Regions from separate parts of the Gossypium hirsutum genome. Here region 2 is linked to region 1. A link is a contact called in public Hi-C data. All regions are on one chromosome and are shown on one strand. Each heading gives the region's core, a stretch centred on a gene start, on an enhancer-like site or on the middle of the called end of the contact. The rest is flanking DNA. Distances are from core to core; before and after follow the strand shown.

What was found. Hi-C and Micro-C count contacts between places; a contact is called where the count stands out from the background.
Region 2: a contact with region 1 is called in a Hi-C map of hypocotyl, with 3 times the contacts expected there. The contact joins the promoter of LOC107901402 here to the enhancer-like site in region 1. A contact is called at or near these places in 10 of 34 Hi-C or Micro-C datasets (callus, fibers, hypocotyl and 1 more).

The regions. Positions count from the first base shown.
Region 1 is chrD06:6,258,833-6,262,667 of Gossypium_hirsutum_v2.1, reverse strand. No RefSeq gene overlaps it. Among protein-coding and RNA genes, the nearest start is that of LOC107901401, 15 kb to the left of the region's middle. Within about 2 kb of position 1,652, at least 4 of the 9 cell types and tissues checked have an H3K27ac peak or open chromatin away from gene starts, as enhancers often do. A contact at or near this core is called in fibers, hypocotyl and leaf, where this site is marked.
Region 2 is chrD06:6,334,923-6,338,757 of Gossypium_hirsutum_v2.1, reverse strand. It overlaps LOC107901402 (transmembrane emp24 domain-containing protein p24delta5), which reads right to left and starts at 1,902. Exons shown (of 4, transcript XM_016827394.2): 1 at 1,498-1,902; 2 at 1-32. The coding sequence starts at 1,734.

The DNA.
Region 1 (3,835 bases), core at 403-2,902:
ATACTTTTAAAAAAAATTCACAATATTATTACTGCCGGAATTCATTAAGTGCATGAAAACTGAAAATGTTCTCTTTAACATGTCAATATCAGCATAAAACGAATGGCTACCATGGATGCAAAAAAATTGAGACCATTTCTACATATGTTGTTGAAAGATTGGGGGAACTTCATCTAGCATAATGGGATTAGCTTCTCAGAATTCACAAAGCATGATAGAACCTTCTGTTGCCCAGCATACAAATCCACAGTTATCACATGATCTTTTACATTTATGGAACCGGCTTTTAGTGCACACATTGAGGTTTCTAATGGAGAATGCAAATATTGATATAAAACAACTGTGATTCGAATTTAAATTACACTTAAAAAAGTGAACACTTGATCAATAAGTAACAATTTGAGTTTAAAATAGTTTATATTTTTTTTTGTGTGTCATTATAAATCCACCCACTACGCCCATATTTAATTGTTTAAGAACTGTGGAGGAAATAGAGTTTTTGTTATTCCTATTCTTTAAACGTTGAAAAAATGATTTACTTAGTTGATCGGAAAACTTTAATTGTAATTGCAAAGCAATAAGAATGAGAATTTAAATGATTGTATTTGCATAGTAAGCATGCTATTATGCCAATGGAAAGAAGAAATTGATGTTACATAGTTGAAATGTGATTGGGACTGGGATGTTTTCACTTAGGATTTTTCTTTCTTACTTTATTTATGCATAAATTGTAATATATTGTGAGTAATAAATTATTGAACATCTCTCGTCATGTTTGTAAAATTTCATAATTTATTACCCTTAAATATAATAAATGGTTTCAATTGTGTGTGCAAGCACACAACTTAGCTTTTGTAAGAGGGTTTAAGAGGTGTTCACTTGTAATCTTAACTTGCACTTAAATCAGATCATGGATCGAGTTAGGTCAATGTAAAATTTTATATTTAGGTTAGGCATGACTTGAAAAAATAAGTTTAAAATTTTGTCTAAGCTCAGACCAGATAAAAATGTTAAACCCAAGTCTAGGCCGATCGTATTAAAAAAATTATATTATCTTTTATATAAAAATATTTAAAAATATATAATTTTTATCAAATACACTAAAAGCATTAAAATAAAAATTTTCTAACAAATTGAAAATGTATTAAAAAAGATTTTGTACTTAAATAACACTAAGATAGTTGCAACTTAGCAAGCAAATGCCTCTAAAAATAGTAGTAAAATTAATAATAAAACAATAGTTGTACAATATTCAAACAATAACAATAAAATAGTAGCAATATAATAGCAAAATGGTAGCAAAACAATATCAAAATGGCAGCAAAACAATAGTGAAAAATAAATTAGGCAAATTCAGGTTGGGCTGGAACTAAAAAAATCTTACTCAAAGCCCGACCCGTTTAGAAAACGGGCATTATTTTTTGCCCAAACCCATTTTTAACCTATATTTTTGTCCAAACTCTCTTACTTTTTTAATGGATTTTCATGACTGAGCTGGTGACCTGTCCCATGATTAGGTATACTTGAACTCTTATGAGAGGTGGAATATGGTCTTATTTTGGAATGGACTTCATGCCCAAAATAGTGAGCCTAGGTGCCCAAGAAACGGCCTCATGGTGATTATGTGGGTCCTAAAAGAGGCTTCTAAGCCCATCCTTGTTGAGCCAAGTTGAGGGCTTTAGTTTGGTCCGAACTAGCAATCGTGTCAAGCACTTAAATGTCTTGATGTGATTTGAAAATTTCTGTATCTAATTAAACGGATTTAATTCCATTTTATAGTCGATAATTGAAATTAATAATAATGTTATGACAAAAAATGTAAAATTTATAATAAATGGGTTGAAACATTGCCACGGCTCGGTAAAGACATCAGCGAGCCACCCATATACATAGGTTTTCTATACTGCGAGTACCAGAAATGGAGGCTGAGGAACAAGACTCATCCACCCAGTAGACCTGAAAATGAAATCCGAATCACACATTACAAAATTGCTGCTTAAAATGGACATGCTTCATATGCCAGTCCTCCATTCTCATATCCGTAATTGTTTTCGATTTGCATTGCATGGTAACAAAAAACTTGAAAAAGTTGTAAGAGATGGAGAAGGAAAGCACAGAAAGCTGTTACATCAAACCCTCAAATTAAACCAGCATAGAAACATTACAATAAGCTAACAATGAATTAACCACGGAAGAGAGTGGCTCCTCAAACCACAGTATATATCTTTATTTTGGGTTCCAATTTTATTATAAGTATTTTTTTAGATTTAATATAAAATAAAATAAATACCATTGAATTAATATTTATTACTTTATTAAAATAAATATTTTTTTTATTATATAACAACTGAGTTGAGACCTAATTATGAGTCACACCATCTCAATCAAAACGAAAATAATATTATTAAAAGTTACTAGTAACTTTCTCAAGCTACAATCTGTATTCTATGTATATATAAGTTGTGAAGAAACTTTTGAATCGCTAAAACATTTTTATTGTCCATTATATTATTAAATTGATATTAGAAAATAATATTTTAGTATATTAATAAAAATAATATTAATTAAAAATACTTTTATTAAATAAATTCATAATAATATCGAAATAAATTTTGTATTTATATTCATTTACATTTATTATTTTAGATTAAATATCAATCAATAAATGTTACAGTTATATACTAATTAAAATGAAAATTTAGCACTATAAATGGATACATTAACACCAAATAACTGCACATTTTCATTCAAGTAGCATTAAAGAAAATATCCGAAAAATCAAATTTTAGTCGTTTTGCTTCAGTCACCAAAAAAAAAATGTTTGACTTCCATTCTAATTAATATGTTTGACTTTTATTATTATTTTATTATTGGTACTTTTATTATATCTATCAACTAATAGTTGTTTATATAATGTAGATTAAATAGAGATCGTTCACATTGATAAATTAATTAAATCTAAAAAATAATTGAGTATATAAAATATCGATTGTCTTCTCTAAATGTTGCAATTTGAGTTTCAACAATGTTATTAAAATATTATTTGTCTACTGTTCTTTTACCCATCTCCTGAGGATAAAGTCGGATCATAGGACGTTGCCTCTTTCTCTCAAGTCGAAAGTTAATTTTCCAAAAGGACGCCCCTTTAGATGTTTGGCAGGTTGGGTAGAGCATCCTAATTTCTCAAATTTTGTTAAGGAAAAGTGGTGTTCTCAAAGTAACATGGTTGAATCTCTGTATCATTTTACCTACAACATTAAAGACTGGAATTATTTAGTTTATGGTCGTTAGAGGTCCATAAAACGAAATTGATGCAAAAATTGGCGAGTATCCAAAGGGCCTTAGAAGAATCAAATTCTGCTTACTTAAGTCTTTTAGAATTACAGCTTCAAGAGGATTTGGAAGATGTGTTTCACCATGAAGAGCTGGTTTGGAAGCAGAAAGCGAGATGTGACTGGTTGCATTTTGGGGATTGAAATACTAAGTTCTTTCATTCTCGTACGATTCAGAGAAAGAAGCACAACATGATCTTAGCCTTAAAGAATGATATTGATGATTGGTTGTTTGAAGATAAGGATATCCAGGATGAGGCAATTAAGTTCTTCCAGAAGTTGTATAGTGAATTATCGGATAGCATAACTTCTTTGCTTTATGTTTCTTTTCTTAAACTTGATCTTAATAATGAAATTTTCTTAGGAAAAACAATTTTAAATGAAGAGATAAAGACTTCACTGTTTGATATGGCACTATTTGATAAAATTCCCCAACGAAATTTTTAAGTCCAATAGTGTCTCTCTAGTCTAGTTAGTTGGAATGTCTATTAGGAAAGTGTCTC
Region 2 (3,835 bases), core at 653-3,152, 76 kb before region 1:
TGGTGAAGATTGTTCCCAAAAGGGGATGTTACCTAAAGAACAAGATATAAGGTGTTGTAAGTTTGAAAGTAAATTACTAATTCGATATGTGCATCACCATGTTAAAACTATTGATAGTTGGAATGAGTTTCCCTGATAAATTCCAAAACATATAAAAATTAAAATCAATGATCTCAATATCGCTCCAACTCTTCATTTTTCTCTAAGTACCTGAATCTGAACTTATTGAAAGATATCTTACTGCTTGTAGTTCATTTCAAACTCAATAATATCAATCATTCGAGGATAGTAGGAAGAAAATTCCATGTAGATGACCTCATCTAATTTGGTTTCGGCTGAGCTACAGATAGTTGTCATAGTTGTCAACCCGAACACAAAGAGTATCAAATGCAAAAGTAGCCTCAATGACCAATTAATTTTACTTTTACAATTCCTCGAAGTTAAAGGGATTCTTCAACAATACCAAGGTAACCAAACAATTTTATTTTTTTCCACCCTCAAGACTTTTCCATCAAACAGAAAGGATAGTTCTTCTGCAGATTAAGAAACAAAAAGAAGCACCTAAGACTTCCCTTGAGGGGTGGCCTAGGACCTGAAGGCACATATCTTATCCCCATGTTCATGGATCAGCTAACTGCATATAGGATTAAAAATATATACTTATAATTTAAACTGAAGAAAAGAACTTATTCTGCCAATATTCATACGGATCCATTGAAGGATCCTAAAGTATCAAAGGGTAAATTCTGACCTTAGCCAAAAAGAACTCCCATTCATATTTAAAAAGGAAGATTAAGCAAAGGCTTACCCTTGGATATGACTTGCCCCATAAATACAGATTCTAGACATCCTCGACACTTGCAAAAGGATACAAAATCATACCCATAGTAAGGCTAAGCCAAGATATATGACATTAAAATCGAACATTGTTATACCTAACCCCTCGCCCAGAGAGGCTCGCCAAACCCGCACACGCCATTCATGGGTGCCACCACCAAGTCGCATTAGAGTCCACTCAAAAGCTCCCCCAAACACATTTCATAGAATCGCTCAAGACTCTACTGCTGACTCTACTACTCAACACAATCACACCCTAGTAGAGCACTCCAATGCTCTACTAATAGCACTCAAATTCCTCTATATAAGCTCTCTCCTCCATCTCCAGGAAGAGGCAGGTGCTGAATACAAGGCCGATACTCTACCCAAATCCGGCCACACTCTCCAAACTCTCCAAATCATCTTCCCAATAAATTCTCGACACACAGTGTGAACCGCGTCAGATCACCAAACTCAAACCTTGTATCAACAAAACATAAAAAGTAGCAACATAATCACTGATCAACTAAACCAGTAAAAGCTTCAACAACAAAAATTTCAGATGAAGAACGTCAAAAGTTGCAAACCCATTAAACTACAAGTATTGAAATTGTAAAAAGAAAAATGAAGAACTCAGATAAACCCAGATGGAGAATTTGGTTGAAAAGGTAAAAGAATTACCCGGGCAGAGATGGTGGGGATATGATCAGGGTTGTTTTCATCGATCACATAATAATCACCTAAAACGACAACGTTGCTCTGGATCTCCTCGGAAACACACTTGGTTCCTGAACTTGGAATCGTTAACCATATAGCTTCAGCAACCGGTAATATATTACTGTTCCTCGTTAAACATAGTACCAAGATTATAGGCAGAAAACACGCCGCACGACCGCCAAAAACCATGCCTTTGTTCATTGTTAAAGGCGAACAAAACCCAGAAAAAAAGGACTTTTTTCGCTTCCTTTCTCTGTTTTTTTCTTTATTTTTAACTTCAATATGTTTGCTGGGTTTGATAGCTAGTCGTAGACTCGTAGTTGTCAGAGTCAAACGGTGGAAAAGACGCGCCGATAACTGGGAGTGAGTTTGGTGTATGGGACAATGAAGAGAAAGGTCAATAAGAGTTGCTGTGATCAACCAATAATAATGTTCCAGCTAAGAAATTTTAGGATTGAATTGCAATGTCAAAGCCACGACCATGCGCTATTTTTAATTAAGAGTAAATTCTATTATTAGTCCCTTAACTATTAGCGTATTTTTATTTTGATATTCAAACTACAGAACTTTTAATTTCATAATAAATGTTTTCGAATTGATTCTGTTTTTGTCACCCTCCATTAAATCCTTAATGGAAATGATATACGAAAGTTATCTCCTATCATATTATATATGTATTAGTACTTTTAGGAATACTTATATATCATAGGGAGGGATCCATTTACATCGATGTAAAATTAAAATAGTTTTACATTCTCGATTAATATTTTATCGATCCAATCTTCACATTTTATATTTCATTCATATAGATCATACATGACAAATTTAATATAAATTAAAATTTTATAACAATTTTTTTATTTAAAAAATTTCAATCGTTCAATAAATATTAATATATATATGTAGTATTTTATATCCATATGATAGATATATTGGATCGGCTTGAAAATTTACATGCATGGCAAGTACAACTATATTGTTAAATTCTTCGATTAAATTGTTAAAATATTAATTGTACAAAAAGATACAAAATGGTGTAAAACTATTTATGGATCCCTTCCCATATAATATATTATTATATTATGCAATAGTATATAATCTATCAATTGATCCAATTCACATAAATCAGTTGGTAAATTCGATTTTTACTTCGGATTAATGAATTGTTATATATAAGTACTAATAGTTTCAAAATATAATATTACATTATGTAATAATATATCACATATTGCAATAGTAATACATAATATATTAATTATCATTATATATTATTGTTTATTATTATCTTAGTTGAAATATGCTCTAAGTCCCTAAGTTCTTTATACATTTGAAAGTTGGCCCTACTACTATATTGTATAATGCTATATTATATCGTATAATACATAACATATTAATAATTTATATATGTGCATTAATGATTAAAGATTATAATATTATGTAATACTATATCTTTTATTCAAATATATAATATATCATAGTAATATATGTATATGTATTAAAGTTTTAGTAATAATTACTACTATATTATTATAGACATACTACTAAAAATAGCCCCTAACGTTTGATTGTTTGCTCACTTTGGCTCTTTATCTTTTTTTTTTGGAGCACTTTAATCTCTAACATTTATTTTTTTTGTCAAATTTATCTATTTTTAAGGGACATATTGATGTGACCGTTAGTTGACTAACGGCTAACATTAAAACCAAGTTAAACAATCAAATTGAGCCAATTCAAACAAATCGATTGGTAAATTTGATTTTGATTTTGGGTCTAACTCATAGTTATATATACATATATATAAATGTATTAATAGTTTTGAAATATATTATTACATTATGTAATAATATATCACATACTAAAATAGTAGTACATAATATATTAAATATTAAATATTATTGTTTATTATTATGGTTGAAATATGCTCTAAGTCCCTGTGCTCTTCATATTATATTATAGAATGCTATATTATATCATATCATATATAATATATTAATAGTTTATATATATGCATTAATGATTAAATATAATTGGTTAATATATTCGTAGTTTATACATGTCGAAACCATTTTTTGAAAAATAAAAATTTTAGGTTGTCGACTTTTTTTTAAAAAAAAATGAAAGTTAAAATTGGGAGTCGCCACCAATCTTTTACTGAGGTGTGATTGGATCACCTAAAAAAACGGCTTTGGTCTACGAGTTTTAGAAAAACGGATCCGGGAGTCAGTTACGTACGAGGAAGGATTAGCACCCTCGTACGCCCAAAATCGGTACCTAGTTAATTAATTAATGTCTTAATGTCGAA